2 separate regions of the Danio rerio genome follow, and region 2 is linked to region 1. A link is a contact called in public Micro-C data. All regions are on one chromosome and are shown on one strand. Each heading gives the region's core, a stretch centred on a gene start, on an enhancer-like site or on the middle of the called end of the contact. The rest is flanking DNA. Distances are from core to core; before and after follow the strand shown.

Region 1 (5,107 bases), core at 6-2,505:
AAGTTTCTGTCCCGCACCTGCAGCATAGATGAGAGGGAGAAAAGTTAACTCAGAGCTCACACACACACACACACACACACACACACACAAACACACACTGTGTGGACAGCAGACAGTCTGGCGCCAAATGGAAAACTTTCATTTGCTAGAGCTGATAGGGGAATCTAAGCTTGTTTGCTGATTGGCACGATGACCAAAAAATAAATTAGGACGCTGGACAGACTTTGAGATAACTCTCTGACATAATATGTAATCTTATCCTTTATAACATTTACCAAAAACTTGAGATTTAGCCAGAGACTTATTAGATTCAACTCTTTAAAAGGACAGCTCCATTTAAAACCAAACTGGATTTTCCGGTCTAATGCATTTCAGGGTCTCAGTTCTTAGGAACTTAGTAACCTTGTAGTTTGGAAAGCCATTTATGAATTCTGATTTCAAGAAATGTTGGTCTGAAGAACTTAGGAAAACACCAAGACCTCCAAAGATCTTTTAAAAAGTCCTAGCTTGTATAATCTGTTTTTTTTTAATCTTCTCTATTTAATGAGTGTTTTTGGTTAAACTTCTGAAGAAGTAAATATATTCTGAACTCATTTTTATAAATTATTGGTTTAATTTCGAAAGCTGAATTGAAAAGGAAACGTACCATTGACTGATATCATTCATCCATCCTAATGGCACATAGCTCCATCTTCTTTGGAGAAATTACGGCTCATCTCTGAGTTCTTCGGGAAAAAAAGACATGCAAAGATTTATTTTATTAAAGTTAAATATGAATTGGTTAATATAGCGAAGGCATTATAATTCAGGTATGTAGCACTCACCTTCATTGACAGGAAAATGTCAGGCGTGTTTTGTGTGTCTGCCTCGTTTTCCAGCGCTATCTGTAAGTCGAAGATGTAGTCGATGACATGTTGGAGAATCTCCACTTGGCTCACGGACTTGTTCTGCGGGATGCTGGGCACTAGCTCTTTGAGTTTGGAGTAACAGTCATTCATATTCATGTCGGACAGCTCCTCGGAAGGACTCTTGCAGCGGCTGATCGCGAGGCTCTGCTCCGAGATACAGCACACCGCTTCATAGCAGCTTCTGACAGAGCGAACGGGACTGATCGCCTTCATTCTGGGTCTGGCGTCTGACTTGCTAGTAGAATCCAACTGGTGAGATGTCTGAGAAAATCCTCCGTCTGGACACTGGGATAAACTAGCTGTAAAGCTCTATAGATATCCAATGTTGAACTCCTTTCACGTCGCGTGCTCACTGAACGATGGAAGTTCTACTGAGCAGGCGATCCTTTTTAAACACTGGTCCGTGTAGCTCCGCCCCTTGCAGAAATAAACAAACCCTCATGTGCCACACAGCCAATAGTAGAATGGAAATAAGTGCACAGACCCCGCCCTATGCAAATAGTTAAGTCTTCATTGGAAGCTTTGGCTTGTCAGTCAGAGAGAATGGTGGAATGAGGAAGAGCTGTCAGGATATCAGAGTTATATGTATTTTTTCACTGGTGGATTTGAGTGAAGATTTGAGGTCAGTGAACCAAAAAGGAGCTGGGCAAGCTCGTGGAGTAGATTAAATATAAACTTAGGTTAAAGTTCACATAGTTGTTTTATAGGATCATTTTTGAGTTTATTTTGTTATCAGCTGATTGTGTTATAGGCTATGCATGGTACTAGACTACACTGAAATTAATTTGAGAATTATATTCAAACGCAGTAAGCATAACATTTTATTAAACTTAAACTGTTAGCCAATCACGCCAATTTCCTAGGACTACTTAAAAACGTTGACACTTTTAACATTTATTGAGGAAAAATGGGAGGCAAAAGCTATCATGGCTTAATATCATTCTGTCTCAACTCAGACGTTATGGATAAACTCCATAAATCTGCTACTCCCGTGACCTGCAGACAAACTGGCGTCGGGAATTAATTCCCTTAGGAGACTTCTACACACATACAATGAGATTAAATATCAATACAGGACACAATTTAATACCCACACACAAAAACATTTCAATCTTAATTGCTATCTCACAGTAAAACAAGAGAAATTAAAGTGCAAGTCGCAACATGCGGAGACGAGTTTAATGCACTTTTACAAGTTAGCGAATCTAAAAAGAAGTTGAAAGTAGTAAAGACTGAAAAGTTGATGCCAATCTAGATTCTCAAGCTGAGGGTTAAATATAAATCTTTTTCAATCAAACATCTATAGTATTCTCACGATCAAAATATTAATAACCAACACATGAACCTCTGAAAGAAAGAAACGACTGTGTGCGCGGTTTTGTGCATTCTAAAAGCGTTACTCGTTATCTATAAATAGATCATAACTATAGCCTAGCTGTCTCCCATGACTCTTTTTTATATGAAGAGGAAGCTTTGCAAGTTACAATCAAACTATAGCCTGACTCTCTTTCCAGTTTTAACCCAGCGCATTTTTAGTTTACATCAAGATGTGTCCCCTCTTTTCTCACAGTGCTGTTTTTGTAAAGGAATGCGCTGGCGGGCCAGCTGTGTGTCCTGTCCCGCTCCAGCTGTGTTGATCTAACGCGCGAGTCCCAGACAGCCTGGCGCCGGGCTCCCGACGTCATCCATTCACGCGCTCCAGCGCGCGCCCATCTGCAAAAGACTAGTCTCGGCTACGGACCCGCTCTTATTGGTCAGTACAGCTGTCAGTCGAGCTGTAGGAACCCGCCCAACCTCTCACACAAGACATGCAGACTTGCCCGCACAATTTATTTGCGCACACCTGGACTTACATTCAGTGAAGAGTTTTTCCGTGCGTAAAGCTTTTCAGTTTGGCTAGATTAGTTAAACTAATACAAAAGCAGCTTTGTTTTCTCTGACTCAAATTGTATAATAGGCCTATTTTTTTAAATAAAACACATTCCTGTTTGCTTGAATGGAACATGGTACATATTTTGTCATGTTCAAACTGGTGCTAAAATATGAGTAGACTTCAGTTAAAGGAGACGGCATATTTATTTTTTTCATTTGTGAAAACGAGGTTGTGAGGGCAGGATGAAGATAGACACAGAGCAAGGTTTATTCTTCCCATCCAATTAGTGATTGAAGGAATTTATAAATTAGCAGCCATACTGTTTTTCCTTTCAAAAATGAAGTAAACAAAACTACAAGGATAGTGGTGAAAAAACTGTAATTAAGTAGAATAATCAATACATAATAGCTATAGCAATGTGAATATATGTTAATTCAAATGTTTACATGCATGTCTGATGTCAGAACAAAGTAGCCAAAACCAACTTTTCAGTAATGTTTACATTGAAAACAATTTTTTGTTTTGTTTTCCAAAATAAATTTAAACTCCTGAAACAAACTTCAACTGAACTTAATTTTGACCAGATTTTGTTAGAAATTAAGTCAGTTTATTCAATTTTACTTATTGGGGGCCTTTGTTACACCTGAGTTAATGATGGCAATATAGATTCTGGAGAACACCAGCATTATAAGAAAATAAATATGACACCCATTAGAGGCTTTAGTGACTGGTCTGTTCACACCTTTTATTGCATGCAACTGGATGAATGCACTTCTTTGCATGCCCCGCTGAGATGCTAAACAGAAGCTGCCCTTATATTTGATATCTGTCATGTTGCACAACTGCAACAAATTGAACCTCTTTCTTTTCTTGCACTGACTAAAAGCATGGAAGGCCTCTGGTATCCAGTTCAGTTTAATGAACAGCTATAAACAATTTGGGTGTATACGTGCAAAAGGTGCAAGAATAATGAAAAGGGGAAAAAATAACATATTTAAAAAAAAAAAAAAAACATGGAAATGATTCACCATCTTTGCTGATAGCAAGCAACTCCCTAGATGTTTAGCTCAGAGAAGGCACTGTTTTGTCTCTATTATGTTATACTAGTGTGATAATATGTACTGTATGTCTCTGCCTAATCACAATATGAAGAACAGTAAGTGAACTGACTTTGCTTGTTATTCAGCATGTTTATTCATTTCAAATGTTGATCTAATTGATTCTAGTAACCATTTTATTTTCTTCACTAACATATAGTTAGAATTTTTATTTCTGCAAAATGTTGTTACTTGCATTGTCTTTCTGTTGGCTTTTTCTACAAAATGAATGATGAAGATTTTTCATTACAATTTTCAAGTATAGGCTATTTAAAAGATTAAAAGTTTTGGAAAATTACAGTTTTAGCTGCTTGATGTCTCATTTGAGTTCACTTATCGCTTGGGCCTATTTGGTAATGATTCTTCTTCACTGTATTTGCATTATCATTCACTGATTGCTGCACCTCTTTTGCAATCAAAATATGCAGTTATGTGTCATGCCAATAAACCACATTAAACTTCAATGAATGTGCCGTTATTATTCACCGTGCACGTGATGCAGCACAAACCTCGTGCGCTGACCTTACGTGCCGCTTGATCAATATGAAAAGTACTTGAACTGAAGGATTCAACACGGGGGACACGTGAGGACGTATTTCATTCTCGCTGTGTTTAGTTAAGTGTGACCGCGGCTCAGGTCCGGCACAATCGGCTCTGTTTTCCAGCGCATGGGAGAATGTGGCGACTGGCGTCAGTGAGTCTGCCCCGCGCCGCGTCCCCGCCTCTGCGCGCCCCCGCGCCTCTGTGCAGCTGGACGCTCACAATCAAGCCATCAACAATCGCCGTGCATAATTAGCGCGGCCCCGCACCCCTCCCGCCCTCATCACTCCCAAAGAAAATCTTTCAAGGCGCTTTTGCCCTCTTCTTCGACAAAGCCTCTCTATTTGTCCAATGGCAATAAGGAATCGCAGAGGGAAGACGAAAACCGCGAGAATGCGCCTTAGAAAGCAGCGGCGACCTCTTTGAGTGAGCCTATCTAGTGCGGGGAAAACTGAGGGAGGAGTGAGATAAATACTACTGAGGTCATTACTATGACAACGAAACCCATCTATCTGTCTGTAGGCTACATCTGAAATTTATTTTTAGAGGAAAAATAATGACTTTTTATGATTTACACAACACACACAGACATATTTGAACAAGATTAATTTGTGAACATGGCTAAGTAATGGAGCCAATGAATAATGTGTTGATTTATGGCTGCTTTTCATTTATTTACACTTCTGATG
Region 2 (4,740 bases), core at 795-3,294, 140 kb after region 1:
AACAGAAGGCAGGTGCTTCTTGCAGAATGGGTACAACAAAAGGTAGATCCCTCTTTATCTCTCTCGCTGTCTTCTCTCTCTCTCTCTCTCTCTGTCAGGTTATGCATTCGTGATATAAATAGAAAGGTCCTTCTGGATGTTTTTGTGTGTAAAATATGATCATAAGAAACACTGTGTTGCGTTGTCATGTATGTTTTGTTCTCACCACACATCTAGGCCGACGGAAAGGAGGATTTAAAACCGCACAAGCAGGGAGAATCCTCAGAAAGATGTGTAATTGTGCGTGTGTGTGTGTGTGTGTGCGATTAGGACTTCTGGTTTGGACTGCACTAACACCAGCAAAGCCCACATCAGATGCAGGAGGAGGAGGACAGGTGAGAAGAAAGGGATTTTAGATGAGTACAGAAACGTGGTATTGTACTGAAGGACAAGAACAGGATGTGCAGACTGCATAGGGACCAAATACAGACAAGCTGGACGACCGAACCGTTAGCCGTGATGAAGAGGAACGAAGAGAGTTCTTTAGGAAAAGACAAGTCGGATGACATTCGGAAACTTGGGTTTTTGCTCTTTGTGTTCACAGTGGACCTTGATTTAATTTCAATACAATTAAGGCACGCGGTGAATGCCAAGAGAGAAGCCAACAGCAGCACTCACCTGAGCGCCCGGTCGACAGGACAAAGTCATCTATAGTACAGTCACTGCAACTGTGCTTTCATATTAGTGCACAATAAAATAACACCCTGCACCATCCCACTGCCATTCCCTATCTGATACCCAGCAATGTCATGGAAGCAGATAATCCCCTTATGCATGGCGAACACTTAAGCAGACCATCGAATATTCATTACACTGAAATAAACACAGGGCCTAATACGCATACTCTAACCATTTACAAAAGGCACGGCAGTATCTCTCCCAAACCAGGAGATTATATTTGGTGACAATGCTCGGCAAAAATGCTCGGAGGCAAAAACTGCAAAGGTTGCGTTATGACCTACATTTCACAACACAAACCATCAATACATGCGCTGAAGTTTGATATGCAAATGCTATGTAGTAAGTATGGGATTAAAAGATTTGAATATAACACACTAATACCAAAATATTTCATCATTTTACAATTTCTGACAGCATTGTGATGCAGTAATTTTAGAGTAAAGCTCAGGAGTCTTTTGGAACAAACCCTTTTAATTTAGCTAGGTATCAATAGGGTTTGTAGCAACCTTTTAATTGACATTTTAAACAGCACAAACACCACAGCATAAGAGCATAAGGCCCACCGTCATGCTCCTGACATTCAAATCATGTCCCCTTCACACTAGCAGTAATAAATCAGCTATCTGCTCTGGGCACGTGGCGCAGATGTTTAGAGGGGTCAAAGTTTACCTATTATTTATGACTAATGATGAATTTTACTCACAAAAGAAAGGCAAACACGGTCTGGGATGAGGCTCTGCCCCTCAGGCTAGATTTCTGTCGACGGAACACACAACTGTGAAGACAATAAAAGCAAATATTAATCACTTTGACAGTCATTCAGACACCACGCGACGACATTGCTGGTGTTGCATTTTACGCTTTAATACATCTGCACACAGTTACGGTTAATTTTTGTTGTTCGCATATAAAGTACAAACCTTTAGGACGTATTTATTTTGTCCACACTTCACATTTGTCTTCTTGACGATTTCAGATATGCTTAAAAAGGAAGCAAATATTCAGCTTTGTAAAACAGCATTGCGAATTTTCGTTTAAATTCAATATAAATATTTAGAAATTGCCGTTATGCACCAAGACGTAGAGAAACGACGCCTTGCTCTTAAATCAACTTGAGGCCATATAGCCTACGTCACAGTACAGGCTTTCACCTAACACCCCTAAGCCTATTAAGACCACAACGGAAACACATTTAACCTAAAAAATATTTTTCTATTAAAGAATAAACCAGCCTAATTATAAAATAAGAAGCAAAGTTTAGATAATAAAGTCGAGAAGCCTTACACGAGTCTCAAATTAAATATGTAGTTTTAGATTATTATTACATTTATTAGGCTATTATATTATTAATATTAACAATTATTATTATTATTATTATAATAAAAATTATTATTATTATTATTATTGCCTAGTCTATTAAAATTCTCTAGACGAGAAAAAAAGTTATCCTTAGCAAATAGACAACATTAAAAAGCAACCCAGAAAAACGAAAAGCAAATTACAATTAATAAATATTTTTTTTAATTAATTTGAATAATTTCGTTGTCGTATAACTAAATGTGATATAAATACAACAGATGCTTATAAACTAATGGACTATTTAAATGTAAGAAGACAGTTATTAAACATGCAAGGCGTTGCATATGTATACAACAAATTACCCTAAATTATTATTTTTACAATTTTAACTAAAAACGTGTTATTTCATCTACTTTTAAATTGTGTTAAATACGCACCACACAATTAAAGGGGCATTTAAATGCCCCCCTTTGATATTTTCGTTCTACCTCCCCATATACACATTCGTTTGAAATAAATCGGTGCCTGGGTGTAGTACAGAAATGATTTTATTATGTAAATTGCATCTTTTGCAGACATGGCCAGGCGTTACTAATGGCAAAAATACACGCGCGCGCTCTTGATAATGCGCTGAACGCACGCGGCTGCTCGACTGTCAACACGCTGATAAACGCAGCGCGCGCTCCTCGCCCCGCACCCCGCGCACAATCCGGACGGCTACGGCAGCAGGATAAAAAAGCGATAATACTGTCTGGGGTACAAGAACAACCTAAATCGGAAATTCACAACATCTATTGCTTTTAAACCCGAGACTGATTGAGTTCAGGCCTGCATCTCTTTGTTATTCAGGTGCGGCCTGTTATCAGTGGCCACACAGATATGATCTGAAAAGCCTGAAAATCGCAGCAGACTTTCCTGAGGCCTGCTCTGTGATAGTGATTGATGCTCAAATGTGCAAGATATACCTAGACATTAGGCTACTAAGCCTATTTTTATTCAATAGTAAAATAGTTTGCACGAGAAATAGGCTATCCATTATGAGGTTATGATTTTCTCCAAAACTCCTGACAGCACCCCATATTAGTCAAAATATCAGTATAAGCTTGTGTTGACAAAATATAAACATTAGCAGGCATGTAGACCAGTTGTTTTGCTGAAGATGAGCAGATTTTTTTTTCAGAGAGGGATGGCAGCAGACACAAGGACAGACCAGACTGCATCTGTCTTAAACACACACCGCATCAACGGTCTTAGACACGTGCCGCCCCCTCCCCACCTTCATGTTGCCTGAGGATCCCAAGAGGTTTTGGGGTCCCTGGGGAGAAAGAGAGAGGCCGGGGTCAGAAAAGGGCCCCTCAGGCAGCATCATATAGACAGACGGAAGGTTGAGCCATGTGCTGCGTCTTATTCCCCCTTCATACCTAAATCAAGCTCAGTAGGCGCTCTCTCTCTTACACATACAGTACTCAAATAGAGAAGAAATATGATATGCACTAAAGACACAAATATACAAAGCCTAAAATGCATGCATGCATCAGAACTGATTCAAACACACAGGCTTCTTGTAAACACTTGGTCTTCTCACTTAAGGAGGTAACTCTTCTGCGCTGTCATCAATTAAAATATTACAGTGATTGATTGCTGTGACCTCACTGGCACAGCAGGGGATTGACAAATCACCCAAGCTCGAAACAGTTGGGATTGTAATTTTATTGTATTTTTAAAATTTGCTAAATGCTGTAAAATGTTTGTTAATTTTTTTCATTAAAACAAAGCAAAGGATTTGGTTGTGTTGTGCTACCGAAATAGCTACAAGGGAACCCAAATATTTTCCATGTGTGCACTGTAAAAAAAGTAGTGTTCCATACATTTATGTTGTCCTAACACAAATAAGGTTAACTTATTAAACAGTATACAGTAACAGACATTGTTTCTCGTAACCATCTTACACAAATGCATTGTCAAACATGTGAATACATTCAGCCACTCTACACAATTTGGGGGGAATTTGTCCAATCCAAAAATAAAGGTAAATTCTATCATTACTTACTCACCCTCGTGTGGTTCCTGTTTTCTTTCTTCTGTGGAATACACAAAAATGTTTTAATACTTTTGGTAACAAAATATTGGTGACAAATTAACTGATTCTGGTAAACTAATATTTATCGTGAATCGGTTTATGACATTGCACACACACATCTTGATACAGTAAAGGTTGATGACAGCAAAAAAATACAATGCTTCATTTATTGGAAAGTTTGGGTAATTTAAGCTATTTTGTTAATCTTTTTTGTAGCTTTAAGTCACAGAACAAGGGAATCCAATAGGCCCTATATACATTATTTTGAACGTCACAAAACCCAATCTCAGTGTATTTAATTTTGTTCAGACGAGTTTAGAAAGGCGAATAAAAAAATAAAGTTATAACTCCCCCTGTTGGACAAACATAACCAGTTCCACATCGTGCCGCCATTTTAGGATTAAACTAGCCCGCCCGGTTAACAGTATAAAGCAGCAGACTCACTATTTTAAGATATTAACATATTACTTACGTAAATAGCCTATAATTAATCCATTTACAGATAACGGCGAAAACAGCGAGGCTCTTTAACATGCAAGCGTTGTAAACGCTCAAGGTATAAACGTGTATCAACATTCAGGTTAGAGGTGGAAACGGCGCCACAGAGAGGCGAGTAAAGAATGTAGGCTACTTCACTAAGT

The links. Hi-C and Micro-C count contacts between places; a contact is called where the count stands out from the background.
Region 2: a Micro-C map of caudal fin shows a contact between it and region 1, with 5 times the contacts expected there. The contact joins the promoter of msrab here to the promoter of id3 in region 1. A contact is called at or near these places in 4 of 18 Hi-C or Micro-C datasets (caudal fin, embryo and hematopoietic stem cells) and 3 of 4 datasets of contacts at active chromatin or transcription factors (caudal fin, embryo and gastrula embryo).

Annotation. Positions count from the first base shown.
Region 1 is chr17:28,758,741-28,763,847 of GRCz12tu, forward strand. It overlaps id3 (inhibitor of DNA binding 3), which reads right to left and starts at 1,256. Exons shown (of 3, transcript NM_152967.1): 1 at 825-1,256; 2 at 647-725; 3 at 1-17. The coding sequence starts at 1,121. The coding sequence ends at 672.
Region 2 is chr17:28,894,692-28,899,431 of GRCz12tu, forward strand. msrab (methionine sulfoxide reductase Ab) reads right to left here and starts at 2,045. Exons shown (of 7, transcript XM_073928603.1): 1 at 1,641-2,045; 2 at 1,424-1,495. It overlaps dre-mir-124-4 (microRNA 124-4), which reads left to right and starts at 560; the gene lies at 560-642.